3 separate regions of the Mus musculus genome follow, and regions 2 and 3 are each linked to region 1. Evidence: chromatin contacts called from public HiChIP or PLAC-seq and promoter capture Hi-C data. All regions are on one chromosome and are shown on one strand. The core of a region is the stretch at or near the end of the contact, and the rest is flanking DNA. Distances in the headings are between cores, read along the strand shown. Region 1 holds the start of Pantr2 (POU domain, class 3, transcription factor 3 adjacent noncoding transcript 2). Region 2 has its middle 24 kb from the start of Gm28175. Region 3 holds the start of AI597479 (expressed sequence AI597479).

Region 1 (5,069 bases), core at 1,561-4,060:
AGCTCAGACCCCAGCCCAGGACCAGCCACAGATTTGTGGCTGCCTGTAGGCATTTGTTCGTTTGTTTGTACTTGAGTTGTGGAGATAGGTAGGTCCCTGTGCTGTTAAACCTCAGGGGCCAGAGCAGCTATTAAAGCTGCAGGATGGTTTTGGACCTGGGAGTCACCTCTTCTCCCTTCTCTCCCTGATTGCTCATCTGCTCAAGTCTTTCTGCCACCCACCTACATGTTCTCCAGGATACTTTCCAGGCTATTCTGTCCTGATTAGGAGGGCCCCAGTTTGGACCTTCCAGGACACAGGACCCTTGACTTTCACATGGACTAGGAACCCTTGGGGGAGAGACTACTAGGGGCCCCTGCTGTATGGTATGTTCCCTCCAAGTTGAAACGTTTGTTTCAGGAGAGAAGGCAAGGCTCAAGACCATCAGGAGGTAAACAAAAGGTCATATGTAGGGAAACAAAAACCTGAAGGATTTGTGAGGTCTTCTTCTAACAATAAAGGTGGGGGGCGTAAGATGGGAAGTGTAAAGAGTTGGCAGGGCTGGTAGAGAGCGACTAGACAAACTTAGAAAGAGAAGTTCCCACTTGGAGATGACTGACAGCTACAGAGAAAGCTGCAATGGTTAGTTTTCAGATGTCTCATGTCAGGAGTGGGCTTCCTGTGGCATCACTGCTTTTTAGTCACCCCTGTGCCATCTAATTAACACCTAACCTATACTCCTATTAGTAACCCCATTATGTTTTTTTTTTTTTTCAAAAAAGAGACTCGTTGATTCACCAAATTAGACAGTGTGGCAATCATTACTTTGGTCTGTCCTGGGCTTCTGTCTTGCAGAGAGAGTACATAGGTACCTGTTGCATCTATCACATGCCTATCACATGACGCTACCTGAGCTACACCTCCTGGCTGGGGCAGTGTGGCTTGCCCAGGACATCCAAAGGCTATTCCTGACTAATACCACTTGTGAGACTCCACTAGACTGGCCCCTCCCAAGCCCCAGGGCAGCGCTTCAGTCCACACCTTTCTCCCTGGATAAAGGCTTCAGCTCTTCTAGACCCACTGCTAGGCTAAATCTCTAGATTGCACACTTTGAAGTGGTTGCTATTACCTTTATTCTTCTGCTTCCTTCTGTCTGCAAAAGCTTAGGCTCACGGGTTTTCATTTCAGAAAACCAGCGCACCTCATGCGAATTCATGAGACTTCCCATCTCAGGCCCAAAAGAAAACCATAAAGACTTTGAATGATACCAGAACCCTATTCAGGCAGGTGTGACACCAGGGAACCTGGCAAGCAGTCCTACCAGGAGTGGAAGAGAAGGTCCAAGAAGCAGCCTACAACTGCCCCAGGGCTCTGGAAAGGTGAGCCTGCGAGAGTGGTCAAGTCTGGAGTTCTAGGGGACGAGAGTTGTGAGAGTAAGAGAAGGGAAGTCAAGGCTTGAGAGTGTGGATAGAGTTGGGGAAAGGACTCTCCGGAGCCCAGCCTGGGCACCTCACAGGTCCTAACCTCCACCCACTTTCAACTTTTTGCTGTTCCCGTTAGATGGCGCTCAAGACTTTCTAACCATTTGTGAAAGTGCTCCTGGTCCGGAACAAAAAGAGCCTTATCGAGAGAGAGAGTGTGGAGTGGGCGTGAGCGGGGGGGGGGGGGGGGGGGCTGGGGGGGGGGATGTGGGGGTGAAAGCACACCAGGGCGCGGGCGTCGCCTGGCACCAGGAGGAGCGGTCACGGGTCAGCTGGCCCCGGGCGGGGGTGCATCCCAGGCAGGGCCTCCTCCGCAGCGGGCCCAGAACTTTCTCTGCTTCCTCTTCCTTTCCCATTCCGCTTTTCTCCTGGTCCCTGCTGAGCAGTTGGCAGATGGGTTTCGGCCTCCGGAAGGCCGAGGACTGCACATCTATGCAGGCCCTCCGTGCTCTGGAAGAAAGAGGCCTGGAATTGAGCAGTGGCGCTGGGGTTCAGACCAATTCTCCCCACGAGTACCCCCACAAGGGTTCTGAGTTCTCAAGCTCCAGCTCTGCACATCAGCCATGGGACAGGTGCAGGTTTTGTTTTAGGCTCTCAAAGTGATGTTTCTAAGTTCCCCGAGTGCATGTTTCAAGCAATACAGAGCAAACTTTCTGGTCCCCGGGCGGATGACGCCTGAATGAAGTCAAACCACCGTCCTTTTAAAACTATAAAATGAAAGAAACTAATGAAAGGCCCTGGAAACCCTGAAGCATTAGATGTGACCACTTATTTTTAAATAATTATGCGACGAGTGATCGGGGCTTCCAAAGCTTTCCAAATATCTCTTCTTTCGCAGTCTCTAGGAAGTGTCTTGACTGTAGGCGAGCGGGTACTCTGATCTTTCCCTTCCCTTCCCTTCCCTGTTCGCCCAAGTGTTCAGGAGCTGTGTGCCCGGTTACCCCTAGGACCGGAGGGAGCAGACACCTTCCTTTGTGAGTCCCCCTGGCTGGGAACTTTCCCGCGCGGCGGGTTCCCCTTTAAGAAAGTAGCGATTGCTATGAATATTTAATGCGGAGCTGGAGCCCGTCGGGCCGAGGGGAGACCCGGCCCGCGCTCTGCGGCCGGGGCGTAGCTCTAGCTCATCCCCCACCAGTTCAGCCACGGTAGGATGAGGAGGATGAGGGTTTGCGGGAGGAAAAGCTTTGGAGAGATGGGGTGCGGGACTATGGAACCCGCTTGAGTCCAGTAGGCCAGCGCGGGTCATTTCCATAAGAAAGCCGCAACCCAGCTGGAGGCTGCGGTTCTTCATGGCCTCCCTGCCCCCACCATCATTGGCAGCGTGTCGCGGGCTTCTCTGCAGCCTAGATCTAGGCGACTGGTGTGGATTGGTGTTGATGAGATGTGGCTTCCAGCGTTGCCCGACTCAGACCTGTTTCCAGTCTGGATGGAGCGGACCGACTGTGTGGGGTGAGTCCAGGGTGCGGCGGAGCCAGTAAGAGTTGAGGAGAGCGCGGGGAAGCTAGTCCGTAGTGGGCACCTCGGATTAGGAAGTCCTGAGAAGTACTCTGAAGCGGGGTGTGAAGAGAGAGTACTGGGAGAAGGCCTAGGAAGCTAAGCCGTCCTTGCTGCCCCTCTCAAATCCCCGGAGCTTTCGCTTTCAGTGGGTGACCCTCTTCCAGCGAAGGGATGGAAAGTGAACTTGGTCGGGCATTTGATCTAGCTAGCAAAGCGGTTCTTTTCTGTGTACATTGAGTACATTGAGTTTCTTCTCTGCTTTCAAGAGCCCACGCACGATGGCCACGCATCTTCAGGTCTATCAAACACACACACACACACACACACACACACACACACACACACACACACACATACACACACACATCTAGAGAAATTAAAACCTAGATCTATAGTGTTCAAAAAAAAAAAAAAAGCAAAGCAGAGGAGATAATGTGTGAGACAGCCGTCTTCACTTTGCCTTCTATTGGGAAAAGTTGCCTGAGAAGGAATAACTTCCCTTTTATGGATTCTGAACCACCTGTACTTTGCTACAAAGCTTAGTTGGGTCACAAATAAAACACCAGTTACATCGAGCAATGAAACCAATTACAACTATTAACAACTTTATTACTTATGATTAGACTTGAGAACTTTAAACTCAGACAATATGATCGAGTTATTTTTCAAACCAGCTAAGATTTTTACACCATCCCTCCCCACTCCACTTCCTACCCCTGTCCCCAAGAAGTAAGAAGAGTAGAAATGATATTTCAGGGAGTTTGTATGTATCCGTGGTCAATATTATATTTGTTTCTTTTAGTAAAGTTTGTTGCTTCTTGTACCTAATGGTACCTTGATTCCTGATTCTGTCGAGTTATGGAGAGCATAATTGAAGATGGCTGGTTACAACCGACTTGGTTTGGATGTGGAATTGGGGCAAGCACTCTCTCCCAGTACTCTAGTAATGCTGAAAACCCAAATCTATTTAAAAGGACAAGTTGTTTTAACTTCTACCACAGATGGGGTGAGAGGAACAAGTGAAACTCAACAGCTAAGGAGAAAATGAAGAACTAGTGCTACGTTTTCCACGTTCTTTTTGCTCCGGGGTTGACATGGCATTTGGTGAGTCTTTCCTGAGACTGTGGCTGTCTGGAGAGGGGAAAGTATCAGAGAAGTTTTACCAGTCTTAAGGCTACCTCCAGGAGGCTGTCCACCACTTCCCTCTGTCTCCATGCCAGCCTCTTGTTATCCCCAAGTGGAAATCCCTGCTCAGTTGTGTGTGCAAGGCTTGGGGCAAAGGAGGAAATTAAATTGCTGTCCACAGTAAGAAAAACGGAGCAACTTACAAAGAAAGGCTCTTCCGCCTCTAGGAAAGAGGCAAGGTGAGCAGTGGTGCAGTTGGAAGGGGCCAGTTATTTCTTATGTCACCTCTGCTCACAGTCCTGGCTTTCTAGAGAATCTGGGTGTCCAGGGCAAGGAGAATGAAGTCTGTCTTGCTCAAGACACCTACCCAGATCCTCAGCTCCTGGGTGGAAGCCCACAGTCCCAACATGCATCTACTTCTGAGATACCTGCCAGGCTGCTGTGGGCATAGATGGCTAGGCTGTGTGGCCCACACTTGAGCTGCTTGGGATTAGCAGCCCCTCTGCTCAGCAGCGTTAAAGCTTTTGATTATTTCTGAGCACTGGGTGGCCTCTTCCCTTATGAGAAGTCCGTGGGCCTCCTCCCCACTCCTATTATGTCAGAGTTAATTGCTCTACAGTGGGGTGTCTCTCATGGTGGGTTGGCCAAGAAGTGCAACAGGGAAGGACAGTGTCCTCCACAGGTAAGAGTTGACGTGGAATTCTCTCTGTCTTTGATATCCAAAGGGCACTGAAATTGAAACTTCCTTTGAATGGGATGGTGCCCCGGCAATTTTTCTTTAGTGATTCCCTAGGGACAACTTTTTTTTTTTTTTTTTTTTTTTTTTTTTTTTTTTTTTTTGCCTGGCCTAGGCTGTTGGCACCCTGTGTGAGGTCCTGAAAGTAAAACTAATGTTGCTTTCAGTGGATAGCTCACCCCAGTGGCACATCTTAATAGGAGAGCTTCCAGGTCAGCAGCAAATGTCCTCTGTTGCTAAGTATCCTGAGA
Region 2 (5,069 bases), core at 1,610-4,109, 480 kb after region 1:
TGACAATCCTCGCTGCAAAATTTGTAATAAATGAATCTTCCAAAAATGCCTATGCAAGCAAGATGCTAGCAGTTCAGTGTTCAGCACTGTGAGTATTCTGAGGCAGGCAGGAACAAAGTAACTTCGGAAAGGAAGAGATCTCCTGATACAGTTACACTCACCTCCTTTGCTTCAGTGTTCTAATGTCAGAGGGATACTTCTGTTCTTTTGTGACTCTTAAAGCTACCAGACTTTGAGATTTTCATGATCACTTCAGAAGAGGAAGTTGTGAGGGCTGCTTGCCTATGAAAATAGGGCTGTGGGTTGTAGGTAGATTATTCACTCTGAGTTGTTTTCCAGCTGGACCCATATTGATTTGTTGTTGTTTTGTTTTTATCCTGTCTTGCCCTTCCTACATTCTTTTAACCATCTCTTTTTTTTTTGTCTATGATAATATATATTACATTGTCAGCAACAGGCCAGGTTTTCAGTGAGCATTCATGACTTGGGCCCAAACAGTCTAGTTTGCTAACTTAAATCTAAAGTCCACCACCAATGACATACATATCTTAACACACCCCATCTCCCAAGTATCAAAGGCTTGATTAAGACTCTACTTGATTCTACAGTGTTATAAAACATTGTATCTTAAAACTATATTGTTACAAATTCATCCTTCCAGTTTTTTTTTAAGATAGTTTTTCTCTTTGGAAGAACAAAACGGGCATGTCAGACCAATTCTATGCACAGCTGTCTAATTGCTTGCACATTTGAGGCCACAAGGAACCAACTGTCACTTTGAAAATGACAGACATAAATCTGGCCTTTGGTATGCTGTGGCAACAAGAAAGCCACTGCTGTGTTGGGGACTAACCTGCTCAGCTCTTTAGACCCACACCTTCATATGCCATTTTGGATGGCTGCTGGCTTCTTGGCACCCACATTTCACCTGGCTGAGACACAACTGAAAATCTCACAGGAAATGTCTCGTTGACCTAAACACAAAATCAGCTTGAACCCTTGACAGAGTTCATGAATACAGCTGAAGCAAAGGTGATATGCTGATGTCAGATACCTCCCAATCAGACACTGCTGACTCCAGGGTGAGTCAAATAGTTCAAAATTCTATTTTAAGGAACAAAATCGACTGTCAAGAACTTAATACAAGGGGCTGGATAGTGGGCCAAGTGATGAAGAACGCCTGTTGCTTTTGGACAGGATTGGGATTCGGTTCCCAGCACCCACTTGAGAGCTTACAACCTCAAGTTGTTACAAGCTCAAGAGCTTGTAACTATAGTTACAAGAAGCTCCATATCTTTTGACAACCTCTTCAGGTACAAGGCTCCTATGAGGTGCACGTACATACACTCAGGAAAAACACTCATACACATAAAATAACACAAATAAATCCTAAAAATGAAAAAGAGAAAAGAACTCAGTGCAAATGAATAATGTTATTATTATTCAAGTAGTAACAAGAACGATTTCACTAGGCATTGTTTAGCCTAGTTCTCTGCTCATACTTACCAGCAAGCATGAGTTTTCTAAACTGGTAGCTTAGACTAGAATGGAATCTTGAGATTTGATTCATCTTGGAATAACACATGACCTTATTGCTTCTGATCCTGTTGTGTGTGCCCAGGAGGCTGCTCAGTCACCTCCCACCTGACCAGGTCCCTTAACCTTAGAATGGCAGTTACAACAGTATTTAAATGGAGAAGCCCAAAAGTGATTGTAAAATTCTGCAATTTAATCTAAATTACTTCTAAAATTTAATCTCTTACTTTGTCTCTTTGTCTCCTGAGCTCTGATGTATCATCTTCTGACATAAAATTCCTTATGCAGTTTGTAACTCATCATCTGTAACTAACTTAAATTTGATGATTTGACTATTCTCCTCTAATTTCTTTTGGTGGCGTGATCAGTGAATTCATTAGTAATCGATATATTTTCTAAGTGCGTGTGCGCATGTCGGCTGTCACACACAGCATTCTGGACAACATATCTTGTTACTCATGGAGCGTTTCCAAATCCTGATTACTTAAACAAAAGCAGATTTTTACCTCTGTAAGTCTTTACAAAGATTAAAAAAGAGAAAGACAGAGAGACAAATGGTTATTTGGTTTCAATCTGGCCTTAATAATTTTCCTCTGTCTATTTTCCATTAAAAAGGAGGTAGTTAAACAATCCAGCACAGAATATGGAATATATATATTTTTTGCAAATTCGTACCTTTGATATGGTATTGATTAGTTCTGACCATTTTGCCTCCACTATGATACAAATTGCTGCGTGCTTCACTTAGCTTTGACTCAGAGCCTTGGTCATAGCATCAGCATTTAGGGGTCTCCTTCCGTTAGAGACCTCTGTTAAGATGCACTGATAAATCTCCAATTGCCCAGAGAACAAAGTTGCAACATTTCTCACTTTGGGAGCACCATGACAAATTACAGAGCATTGTTGTTTAAATTAAATGTTAGAGTAGGTTAGTCCAGACATTTATAATGGGGCATGTAATTAGCCCAAACACAGATGAAATATCAACAAATTAACTGTTTTTGAAGAAAAAAAAAAAGTAATATTGGAAATATACTAGTGTGAGCACTGGGGCCTTTAAACAAATGATGTCACACGGTCTGGGAAGCTTTGTCATGTTCAGTAAATTAGCATGGCCTAACCACAGCAGAAAATTTCCTTGAGCTGCAATAAAGACTAAACGCTTTCAGACTCCCACGGTCCTTTGTAGTCATCGTTTTAAAGCAGTGCCTGAGCAGGCTGCACCTGTAAAGTTTTCTTTTGAGCGGCTGTGAGTTGATTAGATCTATTTCAGCCTCGTAGTGGTAATAGGCTCCTCTCTGCGAGACTGCTTACCCTCTGCTCCCCTGGCAGCTGGAGAGACTGGAATTAATCAGGTCTGCTGGGGACTTCCTCAGCGGCTCCGCAGGCCAGCGACTCTGGAATCATTTACCAGAGAACCTGACTGTCAACTCTTTGTCATCTAGGCTTTTGATTATGCTCTCTCTCTCTCTCCCTCTCTCATTCCCCCCCCCCCCATTTTTTTTAAAAAAAAGAAAATACAAGTGAAGATGGATGATGGATTAGTCCAATATTCTATTTTACTACTTACTGGCTTACAGGTAGATGTTATCTACAAGAACATAGGTGTGGACTAAGAGGGTGAAGACTTGCTATTGAAATTAAAATTTACTTTATTTTGTTGTTGTTCCTGATGAAGGTAGACCCAGCTAGAAGCCAGGAGCTCTCCTAAGTCCACTGTCTTTCAGGCTGAAGGAGGACACACTTGAAAAGCTGGGGCTTTGGAGGGCTTTCTGATTCTGCCAGTAGCTGCTAGCTGAGTGCTTAACTTTGCCCGTGTCTACAGTTCACCTCCTGATTCAACATGTGTGGAATCACTGCTCAAGACACAAGGCACGTCGGCATTCAGAGCCAATCCCTTCTTAGTACCACAGAAATTACAAAAACACAGACCCGAGTCCACGGAAAAACCACCGCATAGAAGCTCAGTATTTTGATTTGCTCAGATGCAAATATCAAGATAATTGAGTTGTATGAGTTTATGCTTAAAATTAAAAAAAAAAAAAGTCCCCATAATGTCATAAAAAACAAACCACCCAAATCAAACTACAATTTTACATTACGGATTTTTATCTTGGGGCAACTTTTTTCCCCTCCAATTTAGCAACCAAGAATATTTTCTCTTATTTCAGCTTCCTAATTGTTTGACAGGGTTCTCTTTTGGAAAGAAACACAAACCCAACACATAGGGTAGAGACATTTAAATATCTTCTCTAGGGTATAACCAAAATAATTATATGGAAATGTTGGGACTTAATGCTTCTAGACTTAATGTTTTTAAAATTGTGATACATAATATTCTTGGATAAATGTAATCCCCCAAAAAGTATTTTTGCAAACAGTATTTTCTTTTACCTAATTAGTACGAAGGCTGTAATGAGCCAAACAGAGAAACACTGTATATTGTAAATGCCAAAACGTAATGAATACATCGGTATCACATAGCCCACACCAATAAATGTGTTCCTGAAGCAGACAACAGACTGAATGTGTTTATCTTATGGCATGAATGTCCTGCTTTCTGTATGTTCTCAGGGCCCTGCAACAAGTTTCAACCAAGGCTCTGTGAATTATGTCGGGGCTGCGTACAGTGCTCCATACAGAACACCACTTTCCATTTGTTCTCTCTGACACTGTTTATGTCTGGTTGGGCCACAAATCGACATAAATATAGTATAGATCATAGGAATCCTTGGGGAGAGTGTGTTGGGTAGATGGAGGCTGTGTGTCTAAACCTTCTTAGAAGAAGAGGGGACCAGAGCCAAACTCTAGAAGGAAGGGTGCTGAAGAAGAGGAACTTAATTATAGCACACGGATCTCTTGGCTTATACATTTTTAGTGATTGTATTGTTTTAAAGAAAGACTTGAGCCTTTCTTAAGACTGCTCAGACCTAACTGGGTTGGAAGAGTGTACTTTCTGGCTGGCCCTGTCCCCCCAGCTCTCCTTGCCCGTCCCTCTCCTTGTTCCAGGGCTCTGGTGACAGTTGCCATCCGACACTGTCTTCTGCTTGGATGGGCAGTATGCCTAGGTGCTTCTCACGGGTCTTCACCTACACCACTTATTAGCCATCCTCTGGTGCAGCAGACTAAGTGCGCTGTGTTGTCTGTGGTCCCCACAGGGCCTGGGGACAGTGACCTTTGGGCTACGTTCAGGTGTCACAGTCACTGGAGCTTTATAAAGGGATGTTGCTAGGCTAATTTGGCCCTGCCTCTTTCCAACAATGCAATATACACTTGGCAAATTCAACGAGAGAGAGAGAGAGAGAGAGAGAGAGAGAGAGAGAGAGAGAGAGAGAGAGAGAGAGAGAGGCAGAGAGGCTAATTGAACTATTTACCAGCCTGCAGAGCCACCTGGAAAGCAGCCAGTCACGCTCAGTGTCTTAATAGTGCAGACTTTTGAGTCATTCCAGGGTAGAGGCTTCCCGTATTTGTTTGTTTATTTTCATTTGTCTTTTGGTATAGTATGGGAAGATTGGGGGAAGGGCATGAGAACA
Region 3 (5,069 bases), core at 1,905-4,404, 390 kb before region 1:
AGGTCAACAAACTGAAGTGCCCAAGTGAGGATGCCCCAGTCCCACTTGGGAGGGAGAAGAAAGCAATGACAAGTGGGGAAGGAGGGAGGGACCTGGGAGGGAAAGGGGGGCGGGGGAGAGGGGAACCTGATCTGGTATTGGGTGAGGAGAAAGGACTAAGGTCCTGAGGGCCAGCAGAAAGAATGGAAACAGACATCCTTGGGAGATAGGAGGTTTGGGTGACCCTCCAGAATGCACTAGAGACCTGGAAGGTGAGAGACTCTCAGGGCTCAAAGGGAGGGACCTTAGATGAAATGCCTGACAATAGGCAGAGGGAACTTATAGAGCCCACCACCAGCAGGCAGACAGGGCACCAAATGAGGGAGAGGGGGCCATCCCAGAGTCACAACTCTGACCCATAACTGTTCCTGTCTGAAAGAATTACAGGGATGGAAATGGAGAGGGGCCTGAGAGAAAAGAAGGTTCAGTGACAGGCCCAAAGTGGGATCCAGCTCAAGAGGAGGCTGGAGAGGGGATTAAATATGGAGGGTAAAAAATTAATTAATTAATTAATTAAAAAATATGTCATCATGTAGGGCCATGGATGTCTTAAAACCTCATAGTTTCTCATCTCAGAGTAAAGGCAAATCCTCAAAATTCACAAGCTTCACTTGATCCCACCATCCCAAGTTCGTTCACAGAAGGTATTTTACCTCCCTCTGTCTCCATTCCTGGACTGATGTGTGACAGACACATTGCTGACCCAGACTCTCTCAGTGTGGAATCCAGGGCACAGCTCTACTTCTTACAGTTCCTCTCCACTAAAGCATGAGAAGAGGGACGTCAGTGTCACCCACAATCATAGTACCTGGTGCTCATCCTCAGAGACCAAACAAATGACTTTTTTTTCCCAGCCTAAGTTTACCTAGTGGGGGTAAAAAACCCAAACCAAAAACCCTTTTAGTCACAAAGGATTAGATTATCAACCACAAAAAAAAAGTACCTTTTGGTGTCATTTTTCACTTCATGATGCTCTCTTTTCTTCTCCATCATCTTCCCCCATCTATTCTTTGGCAAATCCCTCTGAGGCAACGGTATGGCATGCTGGACGTAAAGGTCGGTAAGGTTGTCTTTGTTTACCCTTACTTCATTTTCAACTGCTATGTTCTTCTGTGTGAAAGAAAACAAAAATAACTTCAAAACGCCATCTTTCATTTAAAAGCTGCCTAGCCATGTAACACGGTGAAAGCGTTATGCTTGAGTAAATTATAAAGCTACTTTCACACTCACTAAGAGCCAAACTGTATTATTAGATAGGGTATTAAAGACCCATTAAATTCTATCAAGTTCAGCTTCATCTTAGAGTGACCACGTGCCCTCACTGAGAGGACTGCTGGCCAAGTCCAGAAGTAGAGTCCATTTAGGCATATATTCCACCACCTCACTACCTTCTTAATCTAAATAAAAATGGGACATTGCCTGAGAAAAACAGATTAAAAAAAAGCAGCTACTGAGTCGGACCATTACACTGGTGGAGTAGGAGCTCAGTCTCAGTCTGTGTTTATGTCTCATGTTTCCTTTAATGTGGTGGGTGCCTGAATTTGTTTTGTCTTGGTGCTGGTGTCTGAACCCAGTGCCTTAAGTACACCAAGTACTGGCTTTATTATGGAGACCCCCCCCCCACCTCCAAAACACACACACACACACACACACACACACACACACACACACACACACACAGCACTACTGCAGAAGAAAACTTAACTCTCCATTCTGATGACAGTAACAATAGACCATTAGCAGTCTGCCCCACCGCATTTTCACCATTCAATTCACAGTCCAACCATTTAGGCATATTTATATATATATTTATATGCCTAAATAACTTAAATAACTTATTCTCTCTCATATCCCAGTTCTGTCTCAACATCTTGGAGCACAATATTGCAAAAACACACAGGAAAAATTGGGGAAACGTATGCTTTGCAAAAATGGAAAAAAAACAAAAACAATGCCAGCTGTTTAGTTTGATTTCATTTTTAAGTTGTTGAATCATCTTATTCCTCTTTCATACAGTATATTGCTGGCTTTCAACTTGCATTTACTCTGGGATGGGAGTATCTGAATACACTTGGACAACATTCCCAGAGGATGTCATCTGCTTGGATGGCACTGAAGGGGCTGCCTTCTGGCAGCAGTGCTTACAAGTGCTGTCCTTGGGTCATCAGCAAGAACTCGTTAAAATACAGTATCAGGGCACATTTGGAACGAACTTAATGAGAAGCAGATGATGGGGCTCAATAACATGTTTTAGTAAGCCTTTGATTATCCTGGTGTGAGTAAAAGATTGAGAATCACAGGTTAAAAGTCATTATTAAAATAGTGACTGAGAACTTCAAGAAATTAGAGAAAGATACGGTACTGGGGGGGCAAAACCACATGGAATACAAAACGTGCCACATAAAACTCTAAAGAAACTTTCAGCAGTTCTGCCATTTTAAATAAAACATCACACTTTTCTTTTATGATCTGCTATTATCTTAGGTCACACCGCAGGGGCGGCGGGGGGCGGGGGGGGGTGCATGCACCACCTGGAAAGCTAGGTGCTTTAAGTTCTCCAAACGGTTACTGTGTCCTGATAATGATCTTAAGAAGTAGGTCCATCTCTCTGAGACCCGAGTGTCTGTCTCTAAGAGAGGCGAGAAGCTACCTAACAGACTAATTTTCAGATGTTTTGGATCCAGCCCTGATTGCCCCAGACTTCTTCCCTCCCGGTCTGTTCTTCTAGTCTATCTCTTCCGCAGGCCGTTGCTTGCACACAGGCAGCGGAGGTCGTCTGTCACACCCTTTCCGAGCTCTAGAGGATTTCCCGGGGGTTCCAGTCACTCTCTGGAGGCTTCCTTTGGGGATCAAGGGAGGCAAGCCCCATCCGATCAGTGTGGGCGGGGAGCGGCCACGAGCCTCCCGCAGGCCTGCCTGTCCCCGGCTGCCCGTCCGTCCTCGGTCGGCCCGAGCGCCCCACCTGCTCCAGGGTGAGGAGGAGGAACTCCTGGGATAGCAGCTCAGGGTGCAGCAGCAGCTCCGCGTCCGTACAGCTGCGACCGCCCACATCCCCCGCCATGGTTGTCGCCAGGAGACCCCCTGGCCGGCCTCCCACAAGGCACTGCGGCGGAAGCGTCGCGGAAGTGACGTGAGGGGGCGGGACTCTGGTGTCACTCAGCGCGCCCGAGACGCGATGCTTTTCCCAGAGAGTAGAGTTTATGGCTGGCCGACTCGGCTGACGCACCTCAGCCAAGAGGACGAACTGGGACTGAGAGCGGAGCAGAGTCCTGCCCGGGCTGCGCCGAAAGCACCGGAGGCTAAGCAACGCGAGCTGGCCGCCATTGGTCCCGCCCCCTGTGACGTCCCATGGCAGAGGCCTCAGGGATTCTCCCGACTGCGTGGAGAGACAGAATGGAACAAGAGGGCAGACAGCTGTGACCCCAGATGGCATTGTCATGTCTGAAGCCATGCTTCTTTTCGCTTTTTACAATGTCTCAATCGTTTATTGCCTAATCTCCCTTCTACATAAAGTAAGCCCAAATAACACTCTGTAATCCCCTCTCCTCGGACATGGTAAGCATCAAGTATTGTTCCCTGGAAAGATCTTTAAACCGACCAGCTTACGTGTGGGAAATAATAAGAGAAAGTAGTAGCGCCAGTCCAGCGACTGTTACACTACTCCCCAGATCAGCCTGATGTGCTACTAGAATGCTTGTTTCTGGTATGAGGAAAATGAGCAATAGGACGGATAATTGGAGATCACAGACTGGCAGTGACAGGAACCAAGCAAACTGCCTTTGCGCTTACTAATAATTACAATGAAGTCGTGGTTTTTACTTTAACAAAATATTGTAGGCTTCAACTATATTCTAGTATTTGTGTGAGAAATCTCTTTCATCATTCATAGGAGACAGAGTCCTCAAGTTTTTGCACATTAAAAGGTTGTACTTCATACCTGTTATGAGAGCATAGTTTGTATGCTCTATAATGTATCGTTTTATTGGAAACTGTTGCATTGTTTATGAAAATATGAACTACTAGGAGTCTACCAAAAATATGCTTGAAAGAGTGCTGAAAAATAAATGAGATGTTAAATTAGTAATGAGAGACATCTTGTAAAATTTTCCAGTTTATGTGATGCTTTCAGGGAAGAAACAATTACAGAGCTGGGAGGAAATTTTAATGTTAGTGCTTAAAAATATTCAATCCAGTCCTTTTATTTTTGTGTTTGGAAAGCTGATCTAAGTGACCTTCCCTGAAAGGACAAGTCTTAAAGCTGGGCCAAATGTTCTCAAATGGGATTAAATGCCTTAGCTTTGTAACATTATTGTGCTAGTATATATTCAAATTAACCTTTATATTGTCGTATAATAATGAGTCTGGCATGGATGGCATCATTGGCTCCATTTCCTTCACTATAAGGTTATACTAGTTGCTAGAGTAGCTGTTTTGCAGGAAACTTGAACTTACAACCAAACCCAGTTTTCACTGGGTAAGCTGAGCTGGTCTCACGCCAGTTTCTTCAGGAAACTGCTGAAGAATAATTGAAATAAGGATTATACATGAGGTATGTGTACTTGTGAAGCACTGAGGGATATTAGAAAGTTACTGATCATAGAACTCTAAGAAGGGGCAAGGGGGTCAGTTTTTAAGTAGCCCAGGTATGGATGATTCCCAGGACCACTGAGGGCCCGATTCCTCTCCCTTAGAGCTTTTTAATCTCTGAGATAAAATTATTCTTGTCTCACCCTGTTGTAAAGATTGCACCTAAAATATGTCAAATGCTTCTCCAGTTGCTTCCACCTGGACATTTGTACCCTGTTGATTGACATCAAGGGAGAGAAGTAGCAAGAAGGTGGTGTCTGAAGCAGCCAGTTTCATGTCTGGAAATGTGGTCCCAAGTACTTGCTCCACTACTTGTCTTTGTGGCTTTTTGGACTCAGCACTCAAGCTGACACTTTAGACTCTTCATCTGCAGAAAATTGTGACAGGTAAGATCTGTCTGTTTTTACTCCCTCTATCCATGTAGTACTCAAAGCATACCCTGA

The links. Promoter capture Hi-C pulls out the DNA fragments that hold promoters and counts their contacts. HiChIP or PLAC-seq counts read pairs in DNA pulled down with a chosen protein or histone mark.
Region 2: a contact with region 1 is called in an H3K4me3 HiChIP or PLAC-seq map of embryonic forebrain, with 6 times the contacts expected there. The contact joins the enhancer-like site here to the promoter of Pantr2 in region 1. A contact is called at or near these places in 9 of 39 promoter capture datasets (the 3T3-L1 cell line, cranial neural crest, frontonasal cranial neural crest and 5 more), 3 of 484 Hi-C or Micro-C datasets (cortical neurons, embryonic stem cells and nephron progenitors) and 9 of 115 datasets of contacts at active chromatin or transcription factors (craniofacial prominence, differentiating embryonic stem cells, embryonic basal ganglia and 6 more).
Region 3: a promoter capture Hi-C map of pre-B cells shows a contact between it and region 1, with 4 times the contacts expected there. The contact joins the promoter of AI597479 here to the promoter of Pantr2 in region 1. A contact is called at or near these places in 3 of 39 promoter capture datasets (the C10 cell line, pre-B cells and stem cell-derived epiblast-like cells), 2 of 484 Hi-C or Micro-C datasets (LSK cells and pro-B cells) and 4 of 115 datasets of contacts at active chromatin or transcription factors (DN3 thymocytes, embryonic stem cells and large pre-B cells).

What each region holds. Positions count from the first base shown.
Region 1 is chr1:42,711,195-42,716,263 of GRCm38.p6, reverse strand. Pantr2 (POU domain, class 3, transcription factor 3 adjacent noncoding transcript 2) reads left to right here and starts at 2,810. Exons shown (of 4, transcript NR_110495.1): 1 at 2,810-2,909; 2 at 3,959-4,061. All of the region lies in intron 1 of Gm46091 (predicted gene, 46091), which reads right to left.
Region 2 is chr1:42,231,196-42,236,264 of GRCm38.p6, reverse strand. No RefSeq gene overlaps it. Among named protein-coding and RNA genes, the nearest start is that of Gm28175, 24 kb to the left of the region's middle. Within about 2 kb of position 2,859, at least 18 of the 459 cell types and tissues checked have an H3K27ac peak or open chromatin away from gene starts, as enhancers often do. A contact at or near this core is called in craniofacial prominence, embryonic basal ganglia, embryonic forebrain and 1 more, where this site is marked.
Region 3 is chr1:43,096,795-43,101,863 of GRCm38.p6, reverse strand. It overlaps AI597479 (expressed sequence AI597479), which reads right to left and starts at 3,154. Exons shown (of 4, transcript NM_133818.1): 1 at 3,002-3,154; 2 at 983-1,149. The coding sequence starts at 3,100. It also overlaps a transcript of Tgfbrap1 not described here.